3 separate regions of the Rattus norvegicus genome follow, and all the other regions are linked to region 3. The links are chromatin contacts, called in public Hi-C maps. All regions are on one chromosome and are shown on one strand. The core of a region is the stretch at or near the end of the contact, and the rest is flanking DNA. Distances in the headings are between cores, read along the strand shown.

Region 1 (4,575 bases), core at 1,030-3,529, 480 kb after region 3:
GAAGTGGATATAAGTAGGCTGATCTCTCAAGGGCTTTGGGAGGAGTAAGCAGGCTAATGGCGTACGTAGGACACTAACGTAATGTATGATAACGCATGTAGGACCATAATGTCAGTGTTTACTGTCCCCATGCCGCAGCTGAACAAAATCTCACTGAAGCACCGGCTTCCTGATCCATCCCAGGATCTGTGTGTTTTAGCTCTTACAAGGTGCAGTCCAAACAAACTGAGATGTGGCCATTCCATTGACTTCTTGGCCTTCCTGGAGGAGGTAGGCTCCGGTGTGTGATCTCCTGGTTGCCGTATCTTTGCTTCAGCTTCTCTCTCCTCTGCTTTGCCAATCACTGGTCTCTGACTCAGGCTTCTGTCACAGTCTATGTGGCTTCTGTAACAAAACATCTTAGACGGGGAAACTTAAAGAGCAAAGAATGCATTGTTCATTCACTGTTCTGGAGGGTGGGAATTTGAAGACCAAGGTGCTGGCAGATTTGGTGTCTGGTGAGCGTCCACTCCTTGCTGGAATAGGTGATGAAATGTGGGTGTTCCTCACATGACTGAAGGGGCCAAGAACGACACTTTCTAATTACCTCCTTTATAAGGGCACTTGTCCTGTAATCATGACTGAATCACTTCTCCATCGGCCCCACCTCCTAATATGATCTCATTATGTATTGGGTTCCAACATACATTAGGGAATGGGAGAGCATTCAGACCACAGTAGGCCTATAGGTTCAACTCTTCCTGAATGTTGGTATATCTGTGGCAACACATTCATGCTGGCTCTCACTCCTGGGGGAGTAATCTTGTGGGGTTTTCAATTCTCTTCCCATTGCTGGAGATCTCCCTTCTGGTGAAGGGGTCCTGGTGTGTGGTACTCACCTGCTCCCGGGGGAAGTTAGCATACCTGCGTTTTGCTGACTCTTAGAAACAAAGGCTGTTTAGCAACCCTCCCACCCCTCCCCTCCCAACTCCTCCCCAGTCCCATCTCCAACTTCTCTCACCGAAACAGGTAGCTGGTTCTGTGTGTCCACGGTTCCCAAAGTCCAGAACACACCTGTAAATCTCTCCAGGCGATTCTCTGGTATCCACCTACGTAGACTCTGTGCTGTTTCTTGCTGGTCTCTTCTAGATCTTTAGTTTGAAAATGAGGCATATCGACATCCTCCAAGCCAAACCCAAGACAGTCTCCACCTCTCCTGGGAGCATAGGCAGGAGGGAATAGAAATAGCCTGCCCAGTCAGGGTCCCAGCAAAAATTCCAGACTCAGTCAGATGCAAATGAATGTCAGGTTAAAGCAAACAATAGATATCTGGAAATTACCTGAGAGCGCTCAAAGGCTCTGCCCAAGTGACAGATCTGCTGCTGCCCCGTGGAATCCCAGATGTGTTTCCCTTCCCTGCGCCACATTTAGCAATGCAGCACCGATCCCCACTAATGTTGCCGTCTACCTCCCTCAGACCTAGTTCTCTCACATCACCTGAACTAGAGACAATCCTCAGAACACCCGTTTTAAAGTAAAAAACGCAGAGGGGCAGGCTTGTGCCTATGGAAGAGGGAAGCTTAGACAACAGGAAGGAGGCATATGACTCCCCCACAGGACAAGGAGAGTGGTGGGTGGTGGTTGGCGGGGGGGGGGGGGGGGGGGCGGGGACGGGGGAGTAGGCAGGCAGCCTTGAGGACTCTTAGGCCTCACAATAAATGAGGACGCCTGGCGCCTGCGGCGGGGTCAAATGGGGTCAGACAAGCTTATCCCTGCGCCTGGGAATTAAGGGTATCCTGAGGACAGCTGTAGAACAAGAGTCTCCAGGGTCCTCCCTTTCTAGGCAGGTCAGGAACCATGGAGGCAGGAACGCTATCAAGGTAGTGGCAGTGGTATTTCTCACCCATGGAAACGACGTCGAGCTCCGTGCAAAGCCCAGACGAGAGACAAAGAATAGCTGTCAGTGCTGTTCGCCTCCTCTAGAATCGATGCTTGGTGTACGGTCCCTAAAGCCAAAACCAAACCAAACACTCCTGGAAATATCAACAGACTTTGCATCTGTGACAGGTCCCCGAAACTGTTTCTCCGAGCTCGTGACAACAAATGCATGCCTTGCAAATCATCCCGGGACATCGGCGTTTCCCCCACCCCCTGCCTCCGTCTCGCCCCGGAGGACTCAAGGCCTGGGCGCATCTGCTGGAAGACTGGAAAACTTTTGCCAGGCTGGTCTTGCGCAGCCAGGGGCGTGTAGACACGCAGCACGGCACTGCCACCTTGTGGCCGGCGGCTGCATCGCGGACGACAGTTAGCAGCATCCAGCAGAGGCTAGGCAGCAGCGCACGTCCGCAGGAACGCACTAGGCTAGCAGGAGCAGGGGCGGAGCGTGCCGGAGCCGGTCACGTGGGTTAGCAACAGGCAGCAGCCAATGACAGCGCTAGTCAAGTGGCGCGTGCGCTTGGAGACTCCGGGAAGGCGTGGAAGGCTCTGCCTGCGCAGAGCAAGCTGGCTGGGGGAGTGGCTGGGGATGGTGGTTGGAGTTCCGACCTTGCTTTGGAGCTGGGGAACCAGATCTTTAGTAGAAACCCCCTGGGGGACAGCGAGTGAATGAGGAGATGGCAGAAGGGACGTGTCCTTGTCCTCCTGTGTCAGTCACTTGTTGCTTTACCAAAGCCTTAGCAACCAGTCTGTCCCCTAGATTCTTAGTGGGTTAAAACAGAATAAAGATACCCCTAGTCAGTGGCTCAATGCCATAAAACTTATTGCTACAAATGAGCATCAACACCTCACAGAGCCTAAAGGACTGGTCAGAGGAGGACAAAGCAGAGAAAGCCAGGAATTGGGTCACAGGGGGAAAAATGTTAACTTAGTTGGTTTTCATTTTCCCCAGTACAAAGAATGACTTTTGTGGTAATCCCACCGTGTTGACATAAACCAGCCCACCCTTGAACGCTGAGCTGACCACACTACACAATGTCGGATGGAGGGAATCAGAATGGCCTCTAACAAGCTCAGTCTCCAAGGGGTTCTCCTGGTTTTCAGGGCCAAGCACATTGTTTCTTGTGAATGGCCTCTCTCCCTCTCTCCCTTCTGATCATGGTTCCCCTTGCATATTGACCTCTCTGTAACAAATCCAGGATTGCCCCCCTGAGAACGTCTAACCCATTCCTGTACCTGAGGGCATTTTGAAGGACTAGAAGCTGTCACACTGTTGTCGGATGCTCTTACATAGGCAAAAATGGCCCAGCCTCCAGGATCCAGCCATCCTACTCGACTGGAGGGGTGACTTTCTAGTCGTGAATTTTATCTTCATTCAGGGTTAGATTGCCCCTGAGGGTGGTGGAAATGACCTACCTGTCAAGAGCAGGAAGCAGTTTAGGGGCTCTTCCAAGACTCTTCCTTGAGAGTAGCCCTGCCTTTCATCAACGTGGAGACCTCACTCTTTCCCAACACAGCATGTCAAGCTTGTGCCTATGAGAGAGGGAACTTGGTCAACTGGAAGGAGACATAAGACACGCACGCGCGCACACACACACACACACACACACACACACACACTGCACAAGAAGGGGGGAGGTAGCTAACCTTGAGAACTCTCCTATGTGTATGTTAACCCCTGAGTTTATCCATTACTTGATACAACAGGCCTTGTAGACCCACTAAGTCCTGTCCAGTAATTATATTTCTGCAAATCTGATTTATTTTTTAAGTACAGTACTCCGAAGATCCTGGCTGGTATGCACTTTGAGTCCATGAATATGTATTGAGTTCTAGGCAGCAGACACCACATAGCCACATGGGTACTAGAGGATACCATTGCAGCAAGAGAGAAACTGGCAAAGTGAGGCAGATTCCTGACATAAGTGAGGAGGGATCACCCTGCTGCCACAGCCAAGCCCTAAACCTCCTCTCCTACCCTGCTTCCTCCAACTCCCTGCTGTCTTCAGGTCTTCTTGGGCCTCCTTTGATCAGGGAACAACTGTCCCCATATTTAACAATTACAAACACCCTGAGAGTCAGAGGCCAGGGATCACAAAGAACAAAAGGCCCCACCTGGCTCCAACCTTAGCTCTAGCATTTGACAAAAATCCCCAACCTGCAGCACGTTCTGCCAGTCTGAACTTCGCTTTCTTCAGCTCTAATGTTCACTCGTAGGACCCCGAGGAATCTGTGTGGAATCCCAAGATTACTGCAAACACAATTTAAATTTCCCACGCTAAAGGACTGCTTCATGGGAGCTCCCATCTCTAAAACCCTAGAAGCGAAGATTTTCTGGGTCTGGATGTTTTTGTGATGGGGGTTGAGCCCCTGGTTTCTTTCTTCGCATATCACTAGGTTACAGGACACAGTCTTGCCAGATTTACGGAAGCAACAAACAGGTTCCCCTACTCCCTGACCCGGCACAGAGTTAATGGCTGTGCCTGAGGATAAAATTAGATCTTGGTGGAACAAACTTGGCTGTCGTGAGGAAAGCCCCACAGCAGATGCCCTTCACTAGTCTTGTAACTTTGATCAAATTAGGAGAACTCATCAGCTTACTCAAGTCTAGAAAACAAGGAGGTTGAATAACTTAGTAATCCCGGGCATTCACAAGATCTT
Region 2 (4,368 bases), core at 1,831-4,330, 360 kb after region 3:
CATATACCACACACACACATATACCACACACACACACATACACACATACACCACACACACACACACATACACATTCACACACCACACACACACATACACACATACACACACACATACACACATACACACACACATACACACATATACCCCCCCACACACACACCACACACACCACACACACACACACATACACACATACACACATACACCACACACACACACCACACACACACATACACACATACACACACACATACACACATATACCACACACACACATACACATACACACACACACATACACACATACACCACACACACACATACACATACACACACCACACACACATACACACATACACACACACCACACACACACACCACACACACATACACACATACACCACACACACACCACACACACACATACACACATACACACACATACACACATATACCACACACACACACACCACACACACCACACACACACATACACACACATACACACACATATACCACACATACACACACATACACATACACACACACATACACACACCACACACACACACATACACATACACACACCACACACACACACATACACACATACACACATACACACATACACCACACACACACACCACACACACACATACACACATACACACACATACACACATATACCACACACACACACACACACACACACACACACACACACACTGTGGGTTTGGGGAGGGATGAAGGCAGGGAGGTAGGTTGGCAGACACTCATTTCACATTTTTTTAAAATGCCCTTCGAGGTCCTTTACCCATCCTAGGAGGCTGAACTTGAACAGGTCTCTGCCTTTCTGGCTGGAGGAGGGTTCACAGACCATTTTTGGATCCAGGCTGCTGCCTTGGGCTGCTCGTGGCGTCTTTGCTAGAAAGAGCCAACAGCCATGGACAGAGGAGCATCTACAGGAATGGTGCCTCTCAGGTGCCCCTGGGGTCAGTGCCCTATTGTTCCTCATAACCCATAAGGGAGCCCAGTTTGCAGACATACATGCAGCTGGGAATGTTCCAGTGCCCCCCGTTTCCCAGCACTCGGTGCCTGTGATTCTTTATAATGCCCGTGCTTTCTATGACAGGTTATACGCTCCTCTGTGTATTGGTGGGGGGAGGCATTCCTCCCCTGTCTTGGACTCATCTCTCCTTTTTAAAACTCTCCCCTCAGCCCGGTGGGCTCTTCATTCAGACTAACAATAGCGCTGGCAATAATGAGGTGGCAGTGGGGAAGAGCTACGGTTTAATAAAGCGTTGGCCTAGCAGCCTCCCACTCCCCACACCAGGGCTCTCATAAAGCCTTTTCATCGTTCCAGGGCTGTGGTTTCCACCCTGGCGTCTGTGAATGGCTTTCTCAACTGAAAGGGCTCTTTATTTGTTCTCTAGGATGCGGTTGAGAGTGGCCACAGATTTCAGCTGCCTGGTGAGGCTCTGAGGGGAGTCAGATGGGGAAACCCTGGCATAACCAGACAACAAGTCACCCTGGGACTTTTCAGAAGTTTTCTAGAACACTGGAAGGTTCTAGACGTTTCTGGATCATGTCCAACTTGAGTAGGAAATCCATGTGATTTTTATCCCAAGCTTAAAATATATTATTTGGGATTCATTATAGAAAATCTGTCTTTTTAATCTTCCACGAAATTATGGGCTAGAACAAAACAGGAACCCCTTAGCGGCATGTCTTTCTAAATACCACCGTCTGATAGCGCTTTAGAGGGTGTGAGCCAAGAGCTTTCGTCACCTCTGTGTGTTTACTCAGTAAATTTTCTTATGCTGTTACTATGTGTGTTTTTAGAGAGTGTTTTCTATGCTGTTTTTATAAAGTGTGACTTTTTAAAAATCACAAAGACGTATATGCTATGGGTTAAAAATTCAAGCACTCACGAAATGTAGGGGTTGGAAACTGAAAGGCCCCTGGGATCCTTCCCTTCTAAGATGTTATGGATGTCGTGTGAAGTTGCTGCTTGGTTTTTTTCCTTCTTAGTCCTGGGGAAAATAAAAGCTCTGGAGGGGAAAGCAATACAGGCCCAGGCAGTTCACACATTACACTCTTCCCCGCTCTGTGGACAGAGATGATTTTAACTTTCATGACTACTTTCTTCCCCACGACAAATACCAATGTGCACCAGGCCAGGTCCTAGAGTCTTTGGCTGGTGTAAATGAAGGGCCATGGAATCACTGTGACTTGAGTGTCTATGCTACAGTCTTAATATGCTCTCTCCGATTGCTAGGTTGAAGTCCTTACATTTCAACTTAGGTGTATTTTGAGTAGGACATTTAGGGGAGTATCGAGATCAAAAGAGTTGACAAGGGTCGGGTGCTAATGGAATAGGATTTTTATGTCCTTTTAAGGAAAGATGTATGAGGCTGGGAATGTTAGTGGTAGAACATTTGTAAACATGTGTGAAGGCCTGGGTTCTATTCCCAGGACTGTAAAAACCCAACCAACCAATCAACCAACCAACCAACCAACCAACCAACCAACCAACCAACCAACCAACCGCACAATCCCAATAAGCCATGATATCCGTCATCTTCCTAACAAAGGAGAACAGGGCAAGGAGGCAACTGGTGAGAGGATCTACCAGAACCACAGCAGGCCAGCTCCCGGCTCTTGAACTTTCCAGCTTCCAGACTTTGAAAAATAAATATTTGCTTTTGAAACCACCCAGTCCATGGTATTTTGTTGCAACAGACCAAGCTGATTGATGTGGAAAGTGGTGTGTGTGTGTGTGTGTGTGTGTGTGTGTGTGTGTGTGTGTGTGTGTGAAACCACCCATGTATCTGTGGCCTGCCCTTGCCTTTTTCTGTCTTTGGTAAAGTCTTGGTCATTTGCTTATTGTAGGAGCACTATGGAGTGGGGGGTGGTGTCTCTGACAGCAGTGTGTTTACAGCCACTCATGTCAGGACTCAGCCTTTCTCTCCACACTGAAACTTTTTCTTTCCCTCATTTTAACAGTCCCTATAGTCCCCACGTACCACTGACCTTGGCCGCAGTAGAAGCAGGCGCCAAGCTTTACACAGAAACCTTTGATGGACACTGATGGTGTGCTTCAAGCTCTTCGCCAGCTTGGCTCAAACACACATCTGCTCATCAGAGCCAATCCTTCTGACACCTCCCTTTGAAAGCATCCACCCCTGCAAGTTACATGTCTGCAGCAAGTAGAATATTTGTGTAATTGGTGACTTAGCCTTTCTCTTTCCCTGCTGTCCTCACAGGGTCCACTCGGGAGCTAAGGTTGACCCCATCAACTCTGGAGCTCAGAGACACTGCGAAGAGGAACAACCCAAGGCTCAGTGTGGTTCAAAAAGTAAACTAAATCCCAGGAGGCCTGTGGAGTTGAATGAAAGATTTCCGGGTTCTGCTGTCAATCTTTAGCTTAAACACAACTGATATCACCTAGGTGTTATTTCAAGATGCAGAACATCTTTTGAAAATAAGTGGGAGTCAGGAGAAGGGTAAACTGGAAGGTGCTGAATGAAAAGCCAGTCTCGAAGCTCATGTCAGTACATTTCAGACCTTTCTATTGTGACCCAAACTAGAGTTTACATGATCAGCCTGAAGTATTTCCGTAGGCAGGCAGGCAGGCAGGCAGGCAGGCAGGCAGGCAGGCAGGCAGGCAGGCAGGCAGGCGAACACACACACGCATACCACATTTCTTCCCTGAACAATAACTAGCTTTATTGTCTGTGCTGTATTCTGATATTAGCTAGGCTGGTCTATTTCATTTAAAATACTGAGAACTAAGCAGGTAGTATGCTCCAGGTAGTAGCATTTCTGAGTATGCATTCCCAAGGCTGTGAAAAAGGGACAGTTTATTCCAACTAGGGACAAAGGCTGGTCAGAAAGAGCAGGAGTGGTGAGGAAAGACTGGATAAGATACTATATTTGGAGTTTGTTGATGGTCCTGGGTTCAGCTGGCAGCTTTTCTCTTTACTGGGTTCTCAGAGCTCTCTCTCTCTCTCTCTCCAGAAGGGAAAACAAGACTTTCATCCTGTGGTTGCAATAAATGTTTTGAAAGACAAGTTAAAGAAAATGCTTTAGTAAAGCTCTCCAGAAACAACAGACTCCTGGTGAGACAGTTGTTGCTATGAATGAGCACACACCCAAAGCCATGTAGCCCCTACCTGTGTGGTTAGGGCAGGCACCTCCATGACGGGGTTGGCAGGGTGATAAACAGAGTATAAGTCTTTCTGACACAAGACGACTCATCCAAAACAGCCTTGCAAGTAGCGACTGGGTTCTTCATCCTGGAATTTTCTTGTTATTCCGTTTCACTTTTGAGTAGCCCTACCTTTCTGGGAAGGGACAGCAGGA
Region 3 (4,357 bases), core at 595-3,094:
CTTACCCTCAAACCGGTGCCGGCCCCACATCTCAGACACTTGTTTTACTTGAAAAACTTCTCTACAAACTGCCTGCCCAGTCTCACAGATGTGTGTGACTGGACCAACACCACACAGCTAGCCCTTAGACATGTATGTTGTACCTTCTTTTTTCTGTTTTGTTTAAAAAGAAACAACCCAGACTCAGAATGAATATGAATAGGGTCTAGCCTGCCCCTGTGATAGAACTTAATTGTTAAGGGATAACATGTTTTGATTCACTCCATTTTGTTTCCCTTGACTTCAGGAACAGCCAGCCTTTCTGGAAAGAACAGCATTTCAGGTTACCGACAATCTGGTCATAAAGTGAACCGTGGTATTTTACAAAATAATCCTGACCAAATGCCAACTCACAGCAGGGAGAAGCAAAGAACAAAAGAAATACATGTCACTTGTGAGGAGACAAGGAGAACTGTTTCTGGAAAGACTTCAGAAGTTCCTGGGTGGGGAAAAGAGACAAGAGAACTGAAACTGACCTTTGCGGTACCAAGAGGTGCTCAGAAGCGGGGGAGGAAGGAATCTCAGCATTCTCTTTAATTTTACTAAGTTTTGTATTGTTTTGTTTCCAGACAGGGTCTCACTATAGCTCAGGCTAGACTGGAACTCACTGTGTAGACCAGGCTGGCCTTGAACTCACAGAGATCCCTCTGAGTCTGCCTCCTGAGTTCTAAAATTAAAGGTGTGCACCGCCACACCAGGCCAGGAGGAAGGGATCTAAGAAATGGTTGCTATAAACCACACAGTATCACACATTTCTCTCAGGATCTGTTAAGATAGAGTATGCAAATTTCAAAATTTAATAAAAGAATATGAAATTTATCCTCCCTCCCCTTTCTTTCCATGTACTTTATTTAGGTCTTTAACAGCTTAAATGATTGGTAGTTACTAAAAGGACATCTGCCTATGGTTTTGTATTTGTCCTAATCTCTCTCTCTCTCTCTCTCTCTCTCTCTCTCTCTCTCTCTCAGTCTGTGTGTGTGTGTGTGTGTGTGTATTGTACATTTGCATGTGATAGAGTTCATGTGTTTGAGTACATTGTATTTATATGTGGGTGTACATATATGCATACAGATAATATGGATGTTGGGGGTGGGGCATGCATGTAGAGCCTAGAAGTCAGTGTCAGATGTCTTCTTTTGTCTTGCTCTTACTTTTTCTGACATCATCTCTTACTGAACCCGGAGTTCACTAATTGGGCAAGACCAGATGTCTGGGGGAACTCCTGGCATCTTCTTATCTCTACCTTTACCATACCCAGCATTGTATATGTGTTCTGGCCATCGGCGCAATGAAGCTCAGGTCTCCATGCTTACAGGGCACTCACTTTACCAACTAAGCCATTCCACCAGCCTCCTGTGTTCCAAGTTCGAGCAAGACTCCCTGCTTTGACTACTCCACGATGAAATGTATTACTCAAGGGAGAAAAAAGAAAGATTTCCCTGAAGATTTTATAAGGGAGACCGCAGAGGAAATTTACTTATAATGTTGGCCATCTTTCTAAATCATTCTCATGTATCTCCTCTTCCTGATTCTGTCCCTGCTTTTAGTCTCCATTCAAGGCCATTTCTCTCCCCCATTCATGATTGTTTTCTAGAAAGATCTTGCTTCTCCCCCCTTCTCTCTTCCCTTCCCTACCTGCTCCTCCACAGGCCTGAGGCTCAGGCTTGATCTGACTCACCCAAGTGGTCTGCCTACAATTGTGTATCTTCCTTTGTGAATGACTTGAGTAACACAACTGCCTGGTGGTAACTTCTTTGTATTCCAGAAACAGGAGCTGCCGAAGTTCACTGTGTGCTTTGGTTTCCTAATTGTTCATTTGTTTGTTCTGTGCTTATCCAAGGCTGGAGGCTAGGCTCAGAGGTGAAGGATATAAATAGAATTGTGTCCAGTCACTTTGTTTTCAGGATAACACCATTTCTTTCCCCACATTTAAGTGCATGCTTCCACTTCAGCAGAAGCAAAGAGAAATAGATCTTTCTTGTTACTTCTGAATTTGTGAGGAGTAGCCAGTCATCTTTACTGCCTCCCCTTATTTTGGGGTCACCCGTCTTACTCTTTCTAGTTTGTTATCTACACTGTTGAAGAGAGCACCAAATCTCACATCCTGATGTCTTGGAACAACGGCACTACTTCTAGATTCTAGAATGCTCTGAGAGCCGAGGTCCTCTAATCACCACACAGACAAAACCCTCCAGGGAACTGGAGATGCTGTGGGACTGACTTATCAATTCTTTCCTTCTGCTGGCTATCCAGCTTCTTGTAGTTTCTGGTTAGTTTTGCATGAATGAACTCATGAAGGACATGTGTTTTTTGAGGTAAAAAGCAGGCTTAATGTATATGTTTGGTAGGCACTAGGATGTTTTGTTTTTTGGCAAGGATATTTGCTCAATGAATCTATAAGATTGAAAAATGTGTCGTAGCTTATTTGTGGGTCTGTTTGGGGGGGGGTTCTGTCTCCTGAGTTTCACACTATTCCTTCCCCAGACTAATAAAAAAACATTTTTTTCCGGGAGTTTTCCAAATCTGTGTGTTCTTTTCTCCTTCTGGTTCACCCACCTGTGGTATTTTTTCATCATATCAGCACGATCTTATCAGTAATTCTGCTCTTGTCTCCAAATTACTCTGTTTCCCTCGACCTGCTGACTTTGGTAGCAATGACTCCCTTTCCTGTTTCCCCCTCCTCCTCCTCCTCCTCCCCTTCTTCCCTTCCCTCCTCCTCCCCCTCCTCCTCCCCTTCTTCCCTTCCCTCCTCCTCTTCCTCCTCTCCTTCTTCCCTTCCCTCCTCCTCCCCATCCTCCTCCCCCTCCTCCTCCCCCTCTCCTCCCCCTTCCTCCTCTTCTTCCTCCTCCTCCTCCTCCCCCTTCTCCTCCTCCCCCTTCCTCCTCTTCTTCCTCCTCCTCCTCCCCCTTCTCCTCCTCCCCCTTCCTCCTCTCTCCTCCTCCTCCTCCCCCCTCCTCCTCCGAAGACACATTCTGCATCCATCCCTTCACCTGGCACTGGATGTATGTCACATCTTAAAGAGCTGCCGCCACCCTCCCCTCCCTCTTCCCTTCCCCCACAGGACGCTTCTACAACTGGTGCTGCCACGTTTACTCTGTGTCTTCCTGTTCATCCTGCTCCATGTCAACCCTTGTCACTCAGGGGTAACAGTTCAATGATCTTTCCCCTTCTCTGTCCACTGAGTTCATTTGCAATTTACAATCCAAACAGTCTCTGGCTGTCAGCTTGCCTGACTGTGACCTCTAATATTTACTCTGCTGTTCCTTTGTCCAAATCTTTCCTGTCACCTTTTATCTCTGGAATTGTCAACACCCATCCCGGATTGTTTCTTTCCCTTTTCTTCTCTGTCCTTCCTGGGTCTCCCCCCTCTCCGCTTCTTAATTCTAAGTAATTGCACACTTGACAAATGTTGCACGCATAGCAAAGGGAATGTTGAGTGCTTCTGGGTACCCATCACCCAGCTTCCCTAAAGGCTGTATGTTACATAATTCCAGCTTTGCATGGGCATCAGGGAGCTGACGTTGGTACAAAGCGTGTGTGCAGTTCTATGCCAAGTTATTACTCGTGTAGACAATTAGATGTGCAGAACTAGTCTACCAACGTGAGATCTCCTCCACCATATCTATGATGGTTCAGTAAGCGTCTCCTAAGATTTGTGTTGAAAGCTTGGCTGCTAGACTGTGATGCCACCAGGAGGTAGAACCTTTAGGAGATAAGGTCTAGTAGCAGGTAGTGAAGTCACAGGGATACTGAGAACTCAGATCCTTCTCTTTCTCTTCCTGGTCACCATGAGGGGATGAGGGGAGCAGCTTTGCCTGCCTCTCCTCAGGACCAAAGACTACAGCGGTAACGGACCATCATTAGAATCTCTGAATTCATAGGCCAAAACAGACTTTTCCTCCTGGTAAGATGATCACCCCAGGCATTTTATCACAACTATAGAAAACTAGTTAACATATTACTATTTCATACCCAGGTCTCAGCCATCATTCCACACCCAAAGCAACTGCAATTTTGTGCTCCAGTCTATGACTTTGCTACAGATACAGTATTATATAGGATAGAATCTACTGAGAACTTTCCTATTCAGACCAGAAAGTCTTTCCAAGTCTTTGGGTCTATCAGCAGTCCACTCCTTTCTGTGGCCAGGCATAACAGAATCTACGGCATGGAATCACTCTATTTGACCAGTCTTAAGAAATCTCATTTGTCTCTCATACAGGGCTTACAAATGATCTTTGCTCTTCCTTAATAATGGTCTTGCTGATTGCTTCTCTCTAGCAAGTATTTGTGGGAAAAGTCAATCATGAGGCAGAGG

What was found. A called contact is a pair of places that touch in the nucleus more often than the background predicts.
Region 1: a Hi-C map of liver shows a contact between it and region 3, with 5 times the contacts expected there. The contact joins two enhancer-like sites. A contact is called at or near these places in 2 of 12 Hi-C or Micro-C datasets (kidney and liver).
Region 2: a contact with region 3 is called in a Hi-C map of liver, with 3 times the contacts expected there. The contact joins two enhancer-like sites. A contact is called at or near these places in 2 of 12 Hi-C or Micro-C datasets (kidney and liver).

Annotation. Positions count from the first base shown.
Region 1 is chr17:21,032,627-21,037,201 of GRCr8, forward strand. It overlaps LOC102551899 (a long non-coding RNA gene), which reads right to left. Exons shown (of 4, transcript XR_010059143.1): 2 at 3,331-3,447; 3 at 1,001-1,985. Among named protein-coding and RNA genes, the nearest start is that of Cd83, 78 kb to the right of the region's middle. Within about 2 kb of position 2,280, at least 52 of the 93 cell types and tissues checked have an H3K27ac peak or open chromatin away from gene starts, as enhancers often do. A contact at or near this core is called in liver, where this site is marked.
Region 2 is chr17:20,909,826-20,914,193 of GRCr8, forward strand. No RefSeq gene overlaps it. Among named protein-coding and RNA genes, the nearest start is that of RGD1596092, 140 kb to the left of the region's middle. Within about 2 kb of position 3,081, at least 17 of the 93 cell types and tissues checked have an H3K27ac peak or open chromatin away from gene starts, as enhancers often do. A contact at or near this core is called in liver, where this site is marked.
Region 3 is chr17:20,555,822-20,560,178 of GRCr8, forward strand. The region is part of intron 5 of LOC108348536 (a long non-coding RNA gene); the gene reads left to right. Among named protein-coding and RNA genes, the nearest start is that of RGD1596092, 210 kb to the right of the region's middle. Within about 2 kb of position 1,845, at least 1 of the 93 cell types and tissues checked has an H3K27ac peak or open chromatin away from gene starts, as enhancers often do. A contact at or near this core is called in liver, where this site is marked.